2 separate regions of the Mus musculus genome follow, and region 2 is linked to region 1. A link is a contact called in public HiCAR-type data. All regions are on one chromosome and are shown on one strand. Each heading gives the region's core, a stretch centred on a gene start, on an enhancer-like site or on the middle of the called end of the contact. The rest is flanking DNA. Distances are from core to core; before and after follow the strand shown. Region 1 holds the start of Stt3b (STT3, subunit of the oligosaccharyltransferase complex, homolog B (S. cerevisiae)). Region 2 holds the start of Zcwpw2 (zinc finger, CW type with PWWP domain 2).

Region 1 (5,450 bases), core at 1,794-4,293:
ACATTTAAATATTACTAAAGGTTCCTGTCATTACTGCGCTGTAATCTGAGCCACTTCCAAACTAGTGTGAGAGACTGCTGTTATTAGCTTTGGAGAAAACTGTTTTAAAAGTCAAAAGTAATGACAGGCAAGCTATACAACCTCCCTTGTAAAAAATTTTCAAGAATGATTATGAGATGGAAGAATGAATGGCATGCCTATTAGTAACAGCTATGAAAAGAAAACCTAAAGTGAGCACAGTATTCTTTTTGTTTGAACTTGATTTCTCTCATTAGGTCTCTTGAGTTAGGCATTCCATGAGATTCACACAGACAAGTCCCGATGCACGATGGGGTGCAGGCAGGGAAAATTCCTTTACTACACCTATCTGCTAATTAGAATGCTCTAACATTCCAAGCATAACATTTCATCAAAAATAAACAAACATTTAACACTACCGCTGGTAGATGGGAGAGCTTAGTTAAGTAGGTAGGCCTTAGCTGTGGACACTTGCAGATCAGCAATGTGAATTAAAATGTAAGTGGAGCAGACTCAAGTCAAAGAACTGTTTCCATACACAGCAGAATAGAAACAAAATAGATTTTCATGAATAAAAAAAGTTATGCTCTTCAATTCCTAAAGCCATCTAATCTAAGCCGCCTCAAGTGCAGCTTTACTAGGGGAAAATGACAAAAAGAAACTTTAAAATCGCCTTGTCATTTATTTGTGCATTTATCTGTAATTATTAATTTCAGCTTCTGAGTGCACTCCTAACAGTTCCCAGCCTTCCATTTGTAAAAAATGTTACTTCATGGAAGTATCTGTACAATTACCCTGGAAATATTTCCAGTTTTTGTTCCACCCCGTGCTATCTTCATCTGAAAAGACACAACTTTCTCTTTTCATGTTGTTCAGTAAATTCTGCGGCTTTCATTTCTAGTCAATCTCAGTTTTAATCTAATTGATTGTTTCAAAGAATACTCTATCTAGTTAGTTAAGACTTCACAAATATTCGTAGGTTCGTATGTAATCTCCACCAACATGATTTTCTCCTCTGGTTCCAAATAACATAATGGTCATTTATAAAGCAAATCTAATGTTAGAAAAAAATGGAAACCTCTTAAAATAGGACGAAAACACCTCACAGCAGGCCATCACTGTAGCTCACTGCTTCTCTAAACAGGTTTTCCTTGAGTAGGCCCCTCTGGTGTTCAATAGATATTGCAGCATAAATATTTTTCTTAAAGTACAACTTAAATCTGATACTTAACACATAAGCCCCCCCCAAAAAACTCATTTATAACCTATATATGTACTAACTCTTAAGAAGATTCTCTGTGCATTTCAAATGGTAAGACAAATACCCTACCGTTTAATTATGTCTAATTACAAGTAAGATTAGTTCAAGGTTGATAGGGCAGCCTGAAGAATAAACTAGTTTAAAGAGGCGCGCTGGCGCTCGCTCTCAATCTCTCTCTGGGGGAAAAAAAAAACAAAAAACAAAAAACAAAAAACAAAAAACTTAACTCAGGTTGGGCCAGGAGGAAGAAAGTGAAAAGCAATCTTCCCGTGTAGGTAACTCAGTGTTCGAAGTTAAGTCCCTAAAACCAGTGAGTGCCATGCAGAGCGTGCAACTTCGGCACCACAATCTAGACTCTCAGCACTGTGGTACGGCTTGCTCTCTTCTCCACAGACCTTCCAGCAGACACCAATAAAAGAACTCATGCAACCCAGTCGGATATTGTAGCAACAACGAGGGTGAGAGTTCAGCTAACAGAAAAACGATCTCGCTCTAAAAAGCAACGCAATACAACTGTGCAAATAGTGTGGCGAGCTGAGAGCACTTAAGGGCCTTAGGGGGGAAAGAGACACTCCGGAAAATACCTGGTGCTGGAAAAACACGAGGCGCTACCACTGCGCTCGCTTTCGGGATAATATTTTCCCCCCCTACATTCTAACACTCCACTCTCCCGGAAAGAAAGCATGAAACTGCGAGGCTGAGCGGACAAGGGGTTCCAGTCACCACCAGCAGCCAGAAGGCAATCCCGGGGCTGCTCCGATGGCAGGAAGGAGAGAAATGAAATAAAATGCAACAAGGCGCAAAGCTGCGGCGGAGAGGGCGTGGGGAAGGGGGCCCCCGGAGCAAGCCGGGGCGCGGCGGCGAAGAGGCGCCGCGCGGAGCCGGCCCACCCCGGCGGCCGAGGACCCAGGCTCCGCTCCCAGGCAAACTTCGCCAAGCGGGCAGGGGGCGCGCCCGGCCCGGCCCGCGGGAGACCGGGTGGGATCCGAGGGGCTCCAGACAAACGGGGACCGCGGGCTGCCTGCGGGGGAAGGGCGGGCACACTCACCACGGGTCGAACTCGTGGATGATGCTCTCGAAGCGGATGACGGCGAAGAGGCGCGAGCTGAAGCCGGCCAGCCAGGCCAGGAAGAGGATGGTGAAGGAGAGCAACGACTGCCACCCGGCCGGCTGCGACAAGCCCCCGGACAGCCCCGCGGGGGGCCCCGGCTTCGGCGCCGCCGCCCTGGACGCGCTCTGGGTTCCGGGCCCATGGTGCCCGTGGCGGCTGTTCCCCAGAGCCATGAGGCCGCTCCACGGGGACGAGTTGAGGGACGACTTGTGCTTGCTCTCCGGGGCCGAGGGCTCCGCCATGTTGTGCCCCGGCGGCGGGTCTCGCTCGTCCTCCGCGGCCACCGCCGCCGCCTGGAGCGAGGGGTGCTGGGCGGAGACCCAGAGGAGGAGGAGGAGGGCGACGGCGACGACAACGAGGAGGAGGAGGAGGCGGAGGCGGAGGAAGAGCTGGGCGCGCTCCCGCCCTCAGCACCGCGAGGCCGGGACACTGGGGGTGGTGGAGGCGGCAGCGATCCGAAGTCTCCGCCTCAACAGTGGCCGCGACCGTCGCGGTCTCAACCCAAAAGGCCCCTGCGCCCCACTAGCCATCCGTGTCCCCCGTGCGGCTGAGGAGGCGGCGGTGGCGGCGAGAGCCGACGGGACGAGGGCGCCAGAGGAGCGGCGGCTCGGAGCGGCAATGACATTCCCCCGCCCGCCCAGCCGCGAGGAGCACAAAAGGGGAGGAGCCCCCTGGAGTCCGGGCGGAGCTCAGGCAACCTTTGACTCCGCCCCCTCGCCCAACAGGAACTGGCCCCTCCGCCTGTCACAGAGCGACAGGTCCGTTAAGGGGCGGGGCCGGAATGGCGGCGTGCGCCAATAGGAGCGCGAGCGGGGCCTTGGGCGGGGCTTCGGCTGAATGGCCCTCCACCCCCTCCGCCTCGCGGCCTCCCGCCTATTCGCCGCCGGCCGTGGCTACGATTTCATTGTCAGTTGAAAGACGCGGTTTCGCGCGCGAGCCCGTTCGGGGCCCTGGGGAAGGGCACCAGGAGGTTCGGCTCGCTTCCCCGCGCGGATTCCGACTCGAGCAGCAGAAGGTCCCACGTCCCAGTCGACCGAAGGAACAGAGAGCACGGCTTGGCCGGGTGCTCGGCGGCCGTGACTTTTAACCCGCTCAGCGCGGGGCGCCCGCCACGTGACGGGGCGCGCAGGCGCGGTGCGGGGCCCTAGGCGCGTGGGTCCAGCCGCTGTGCTGAACGTGCCAGAGTGAGTGGCTGGGTCGCTACATTCTCTGTCCCCGCCCTGCTGCTCTGAAAACTTGGAGTGGGCAGATGTCGTCCGAGCTGCAGTAAGATGTAGCCAGGCGGACACACACATAAATGTCACATTCTTTTTGCTGTGTTCTCCAGGACTTTTTTTTTTTTTTTTTTTTTTTGCAGCTCAATCTTTTGACTGCAAGAATTCATTATTTACACCTGCCTACGTTCCGTCACCAAATTAACTTTTCCTGGACTGTATTAGCTATTGCCCAATTTTCACTCTAGCCAACTGAAACGTAGGAACTTTTCCTTGTCTGGGGCAGTTTGCTTGTACCTTCTCCTTCCTCCACAACTAGCTCCGCCCATCCCCAAAAGGACAAAAGTCAGAACTAAAGATCCGGAGGGTCATTGCAGTGTTAGAAGCCCTCTTGGCAGGTACAGAGGTTAATGTAGAAACAAGGGCCGGCTAATATTTCACTGGTTTCTCGTGTACATTCACAACTGTCCATCTTGTTAGGGAACACCAGAATCTTTAAAATGTGTGTAAAGATTAAGTCCTGTAAATTTGCAAAATAAAATTATGTTCCGTTGCTCATTGTCAAAGGTTAGGTAAATGAACAAATGTACCTAACTAATAGGCTCAGCCACTCCCAACCTGGTGATTAACTTTGCCGGTTTCCTTATAAAAATAAATAGACTCTCATCAGGGAAAATGAACAGCTTCCATAAATAGACCTCCTCACCACCATTTTAATATCCAACATTTATTAAACATGTAAATTTTAATGAGATTCATAGTGGAATATTAACCAATCCCTTAGAACAAAGAGGTGACATGGCCTTTCTCAGAAAAGTGCACATTAAAATGGCAGCGTTTATTTTTGCCCATGTTTCATGAGCCAATGTTCTATTAATCTAAAATAACAGAATTTATCTGACGACTCTCATTTTAGACATTTTGGGTGTCTCTGGTGTTGCAGATGTTCCCTGATGAGTTTCTCTGTCTTCTTCCTCTTGGCTGTTTAATCGCGGGAGGCCCCATGTGAAGGGGAGTAGAAACAATTAACAATAAATTATAAAACACAAGTCACCTGTGTGGGACCATCCCTTCATCTTTGTGTGTGAGAGTGGGCATACATGTACTAAGGCATAGCATGTGGAGGTCAAATTACATGCTCAGATGTTGGTCCTTTTGACACACCAGGTTAGCCTCCTGTCTCAACCTGTGGGTCTTGATCCTTGTGTCAAACTTCTATCTCCAAAAGTATTTCCATGGTGACTCATGACAGTAGCAAAATGGCACTTATGATGTAGCAACAGAAATAATTTTTATAATCGGGGGTCACCACAACACAAGGAGTTGTATTAAAGGGTCACAGCATTAGGAAGGTTGAGAACCACTGCCTCAGGGCGTTGGGATTATAGGCACCTGCGGTCATAGCCAGCCTTTTATGGTTCTGGGAATTCAAACTGAAGTCTTCATACTTGCGTGGCTCCTTAATATAAAGTGAGTTTATCTGAGAACACTGCGGAACACGGTTCAGAAACATAAGGAAACTCAGGGTCATGATGTGGACAAGGACAAAGAAGGAGCCCGTGGGAAAGCATGAGGACGTACTCTAGCGGGGAACTGGAGAGCAGTGGTCCTGTCCTCCCACCCACGTCAGTCAGCTCCAGGTACGCCTGCTGTGTAAACTGTGGCAAACACTGGAGGAGCAGTCCAGGGAAGACTGATGGACAACCGGATGGGAGCGTTACCCGAGGAAGCAGAACCGCAGAAAGGATGGCTCAGAGGAAGAAAAGAAAGAGAAGGAAAGACCCTGCAGTGCTAGAAAGAGGAACGCAAGGGACTCAAGAAAAGACTGGTACAGCCACCACGCAGA
Region 2 (5,450 bases), core at 1,770-4,269, 2.7 Mb after region 1:
TATAAGCTTAAGAGTCTTGATTCTGCCGGGTAATTACGTGTTGAGATGGCTGATTGTGGGGTGTGTGGGACGATGCATGGAAGTGAGAGGAACTCAGGGGGCCTCTGTCTGAAAATGGCTCTGCAGAAGCTGGCAGGTTACTTTTTTGCTATTTCCCCCAACTGGGAGCAAAAATCAGCATTCTACTGTCTCCCTCCTGGCTATAGACTCCTGTAATCAGACACCTGCGGTCAGACACCTATCTCCAAGCCTTTTCCCACCTTCACCCACTGTACCCTGAGCCAAAATAAACTCTTCATTCCTTAAATTACTTTTGTCAAGGTTTTTGGTTTGGTTTGGTTTGGTTTTTGCTATAGCAATGATAAAGCTAACTTATACATCAAGTTTTGTTATGTACCAAGTTTTCTACTTTTGGCAGTATTTTAAAACTGTTTTAGTAGTAGATATTTTTTTATTAAAAACATCCACTTCCTGCCAGGCAGTGGTGGCGCACACCTTTAATCTCAGCACTTGGGAGGCAGAGGCAGGTGGATTTCTGAGTTCGAGGTCAGCCTGGTCTACAGAGTGAGTTCCAGGACAGCCAGGGCTACACAGAGAAACCATGTCTCAAAAAAAAAAACAAAAAAGAAGAAGAAGAAGAACAGGAGGAGGAGGAGGAGGAAGAAGAGGAGGAAGAGGAAGAGGAAGAGGAAGAGGAAGAAGAAGAAGAAGAAGAAGAAGAAGAAGAAGAAGAAGAAGAAGAAGAAGAAGAAAGAAAGAAAGAAAGAAAAAAGAACAAACAAACAAACAAAAAAAACCCATCCCCTCCCTAAAGAACTTAGCCTGTACACATGACATGTAGAGAAAATGCCTCTAAAACAACGCTAATTAAATGCCATTGAAGATGGTATTAACATGAAAAAACTCTGCTATTACAACTCAGCAATTCTGACACTTTAATTATGTTAAGGATACAGTACTTACAACATAGAATAAACTACAGAAAAATGATTTATAGAGTGGTATGGTGAAATTTCAGTATACAATTTAAATCTACAAACTCACTTAAAACTTTATTCCTCTAAAAATATGTTGTTATTGTTTCACTACAGTATTCTTCAGATACCACACTTTAAAAAAATAAAGTTGGGCTAGAGAGAGGCTCAGTGGTTAAGGGCACTGCCTGCTCTTCTAAAGGACCTAGGTTCAATTCTCACCACCTACATGGAGGCTCAAAACTTCTGTCAACTCTTGATCCAGGGAATACAACTCTTCTGGCTGTCATGGGCACTGCATGCACATGCACATGCACACACACACACACACACACACACACATGCCAGCAAAGCATAACACACATTAAAAACAATGAAAAACAAAAAGGTTTTCATTGCTCAAACAAGGTATTATCAAAATAATACCTGTACTAACCCTAAAAATAAATATTTGCCCCTAAGAGAGCTGAGCCATAGTCGTAACTTATATCAAGGTCCATATTTTTTGATTGTTCAAAACCAAATATACTCCAGTGAAAAAATTATCTACCCATAGGCAAAAACTATATACTCAAAAACCTTCCACAGAACACTGACAGAATTTAAGTTTTCAGTTGACAAAATAATATAGTGCCAAGAAACATGAGCGTTCTTAGTTGTCAATAAATAAATATTAACTATAACTATGACTCTCACATTACTTAACCAGAAATAATCTAGAACTTGTGCTCCTTTTTCTGTCTGTGACCCCCTAAGATTGCAATTAATTTGTCTATGCCTCACCATACAGTTCAATGTTCTAGCATGCACAAGGCTTCGGGTTCAACCTCCAGCACCGCATTGCTTGGTAATGTATAAACCCAAAACCTTGGAGTCAGAAGCAGGAGGTCAGAGAAAAAAAAATTCAAGACTTTGAGGGTAGCCTGGGCTACTTGAGGCCCTGCCGCAAATTTAAAATTAAAAAACAAACGTACAAAAATATGAAGATTTAACAAACTACAGACAGAGAGAATTATAGATGACTAAAATTCTTCACCCGGTGGTGGAAACAAGTGTGTTTGTGGCCATTCTGGGATGCATAAGACTCTGCCTCAAAAAACAAACAAACAAACAAACAAACAAACCCGGAGGATTATCACCTAGAAATAACCGAGAGAGGAGACAACTCTAAGAGCCAGAACAAGTCAAGAGTTGGCCATGGGCTCCTTTTCTCCTGCTACACAGAAGAGCATCCCGGAACCCCCATGAAGTCAGTGAGCGACCTTGCTTCAAAAGATACCCAAGGAGACCGCCACGCGACCCGAAACACGGGGCCTGCGTGGATTCCAGGGGCCCCAGACACGCATCAGCTCTCGGGTTAGCACCACGGTGACAGGCGCCTCTGAGCTGAGCAGCACGGACCCACCTCACGGAATCCCAGTTGCCGCTGAGTGGAAAGGACGCGCTAGAGGGCGCCCTGAACGCGCGCCTCAGCCCAACAGCAGCCAGCCTGCGACGCTGTCTCAGCTCCACTCCGCCTCCCCGCGGCTGGGCGCGACACCTCACCCGCCGCGGGGACCACTGGGACTGGTAGTACGTACGCCCCGCCGCGGAGGCTCACGGGACTCGTAGTGCGCCTCTGCCCTACCGCAGAGGCTCATGGGACCTGTAGTACGCCCCGCCCCGCTAGAGCGCCACTTAGCGGCACCCTATATAGTCTTCAGGTCCGGCTTCCGGTTTCGTCGCGCTGCGCTGGCACCCAGCCTGTGCGCAGCGGCGACACCTTTGTGGGCGGCGGGGCGTTCGTAGACCCTTCTAGAACCCTCTAGGCCTCGCCGCCCCTGAGCGGGGCAGCGGGCGCCGGCGACCCCGGAGTTGACGCGCGTGCTGCTGGGTAACGGGCCTGTTCCGGCGGCCCCGGGCCGCCCCTGCTCGGTTCCTCTGTGACCTCCAGGGCCCCTGACTGCGGGAGCCGCGGCGGAAGACATGGGACTCCCTCGGTGCACCTGTGACGGCCACCTTGACGGGGGAAGCGGTGGCGTCTTCGAGGAAACCGGAAGCCCGTGGTGACCCCTGGCGACCCGGTTTGTTTTCAGCCGGCTTCCAAACACTGGGGAAGCGAAACCCGGTGGCCTTGGGGACCGCCCTACGTAGCCAGGGTTCAGGGTGAGTGGATCGCTCGCGCTCGCCCGGACGGTGGAGACAGCCAGGAGGGGCCTGGTGGCTGTCGCCTGGCCAGACGCACTTCGCTTTCTGTCCCCGGCGCCCTTCTGCTGTTCAGAGCGGCCCAGTCTAGCATCCCTGGTCCCTGCCATCCCACAGCCCCGCTTCCACGGGCTTTTTTTTTTTTTTTTTTTTTTTTTTTTTGCCTTCCCGCTCGGGGATTGCTCAAGTTCGGTCCGTGCTCTTGACTCGCTGGGAACGCTTTCAGTTTTATTTCCTGCACTGGGGTGGCATTTATATCGGAGAGGGAAAGAGGGACGTGGGTAGTGCCGGTGGCGTCTGGGAGTGACCATCAGTCTAACTTGCATGTTTCAGTCCCGTTTTCCGGCTGGGTTGCAAGGCAGGCTAACAGTGGTCCTCCTCGCAAGGAACTCGGAATACTCAGAAAGAGAGATAAAATACCCATGGAAGCTACTAGAAATCAGAAATACCATGTGATGATCAAAAACATTGACATACTGAGACTGAAATTGACCTCTAATCCTTAAGTACAGAAGAGCCACCCCACCCCCGTTTGAATTTTAAGTTGGATTGAACAAAATCTTAAAACAGTTTCATTTCTAGTTCTCAAAAAATGTTCTCCTTACCCTGTCTGTAGTGATCACTCCATCGTCTTAAATGGAAAACAATTGGAATTATTCGCTGAATGGCTACAGAGTGTTGAATGCTCTAGGTTTGTAAATGGACGTTTTCATGTAAATGCGAGAGATTCATTGATGTCTAAAAGGCAGCTTGCTGTCGTGGGAATGCCAGTGGATTAGATGGATAGCCCAGATGTGTAAGCATCGAGTTTTCCACTTCCTCTCTTGAGGAGAAGGCTGCTTACTCTGACTTTCTCCTTCCCCCTTTTCTGAAGTCCAGGGCTTGCTTACCCTCCAAGGCACCCAGTTATAATTTCTAAGAGCTAGGCTGGCTCTGAAGTTGACAACTTAATTTGTATGTTTAATTACTTCATCTGTAAATTGAAGAGTGCTTACCCATCTTAGTGCTTTTTTACATTGATTTAATGAATTCTTAAGAACAAGTCAGGGGGTGGTAGCACATGCTTTTTTAATAATCCCAGCACTGGGGAGTCTTGAGTTGCAGTCTAGCCAGTGCTACAAAGTGAGACATCTTCAAGAAAAAAAAAAGGGGGGGGGGGGGGAGCACAGTTTCTAGCATATAAGTGCCTCTAGCAGAAGTGCTTCGGTAATGGTACCAGAGCATGCCATGCTTACTGAGGGAAATAATATGATTTTTAAAAAAAGCTGAATAGGATGAATATAACTTTAATGCCACATTCTGAATTGAAGTTGTTTTATTGTCAGGAAATAATTATTAACAGCATTTATGTAGGTGTTTAGTTGCATTGAAATACATTATTTTAGATAAGGAGTGGAAAGAAGGCTGCCCTTGGATTGCTTGGCCGTAAAAACTAATCTCTGGGCTTACTGCATTCAGTGAGTCAGGATCATAAAAATGAAAGCTGCCATTTTTCATATTATATATCTGATATTGTTTTTGGACACTTAATAAACTGCAAAGCATTAAGCTACTAAGGCACATATGTTTAAGTGCTGGCGTCATTAAAAAGGGGCACTTCAGAATCCCTCTTAGAGAAGCAAAAGCCATTCCTGCCCCTAATTATTTAAAGTGACAAAAGAAAAGGAATATCTTGTAATTTATTCGTTCTCCGTAAGATTTGTTCTTTTTTTCTCCACTGTTTCTTAACTGACCCGTATGAAGTAGGTTCTTGGATATCCTGGCTTTTCAGAGATAGAAAGCCAGTGGAAATTGTAAACAAGACTCACTTCAGGGAGTGCCCAGGTGTGATTACAGACAAACGCATTCACTTTTCTAAGCCTCCGTTTCCTCACCTGTGCTGTTGATGGTGACTTTCTTGCCAAGTTTGGTGTCAAGATAAGGAATTTAACTTACCAGTTTCTGGCACAACTTGAGTTTCCTTTTATCTCTTCGGGTTCCTGTTCTGCATTTGGATTAAAAATTTGCCTACACGGTTCAAGGAGATGATGTCTTAATGATACAATCCAACTCTGTCATACATAGGTATAAAAATTAAGATCCTAAGAGCTGAAGTGAAGTAGTGTATAATCAGGGTGACAAATCATAGACTAGAATTTGAGTTTCTGAATTGTAGGCCATTGTACCACAGACATGTGCTTTGTCTAGATTCTCACTGGGAACAGTTATAGTCACAACGTTCATAGTATTTCGTAAATAACCTTGATTTGACCTCATCACTAGGTCCAACTGGCACGCCCATCTGCAAAGCTC

What was found. HiCAR-type assays count read pairs that join an accessible place to other places.
Region 2: a HiCAR-type map of astrocytes shows a contact between it and region 1, with 4 times the contacts expected there. The contact joins the promoter of Zcwpw2 here to the promoter of Stt3b in region 1. A contact is called at or near these places in 4 of 39 promoter capture datasets (erythroid cells, hippocampal neurons, liver and 1 more), 3 of 484 Hi-C or Micro-C datasets (embryonic stem cells, erythroblasts and muscle stem cells), 2 of 115 datasets of contacts at active chromatin or transcription factors (astrocytes and large pre-B cells) and 1 of 9 other capture datasets (liver).

What each region holds. Positions count from the first base shown.
Region 1 is chr9:115,307,425-115,312,874 of GRCm38.p6, forward strand. It overlaps Stt3b (STT3, subunit of the oligosaccharyltransferase complex, homolog B (S. cerevisiae)), which reads right to left and starts at 3,044. Exons shown (of 16, transcript NM_024222.3): 1 at 2,328-3,044. The coding sequence starts at 2,632.
Region 2 is chr9:118,037,840-118,043,289 of GRCm38.p6, forward strand. It overlaps Zcwpw2 (zinc finger, CW type with PWWP domain 2), which reads right to left and starts at 3,020. Exons shown (of 9, transcript NM_001378466.1): 1 at 2,380-3,020. It overlaps Azi2 (5-azacytidine induced gene 2), which reads left to right and starts at 2,683. Exons shown (of 8, transcript NM_013727.4): 1 at 2,683-3,119.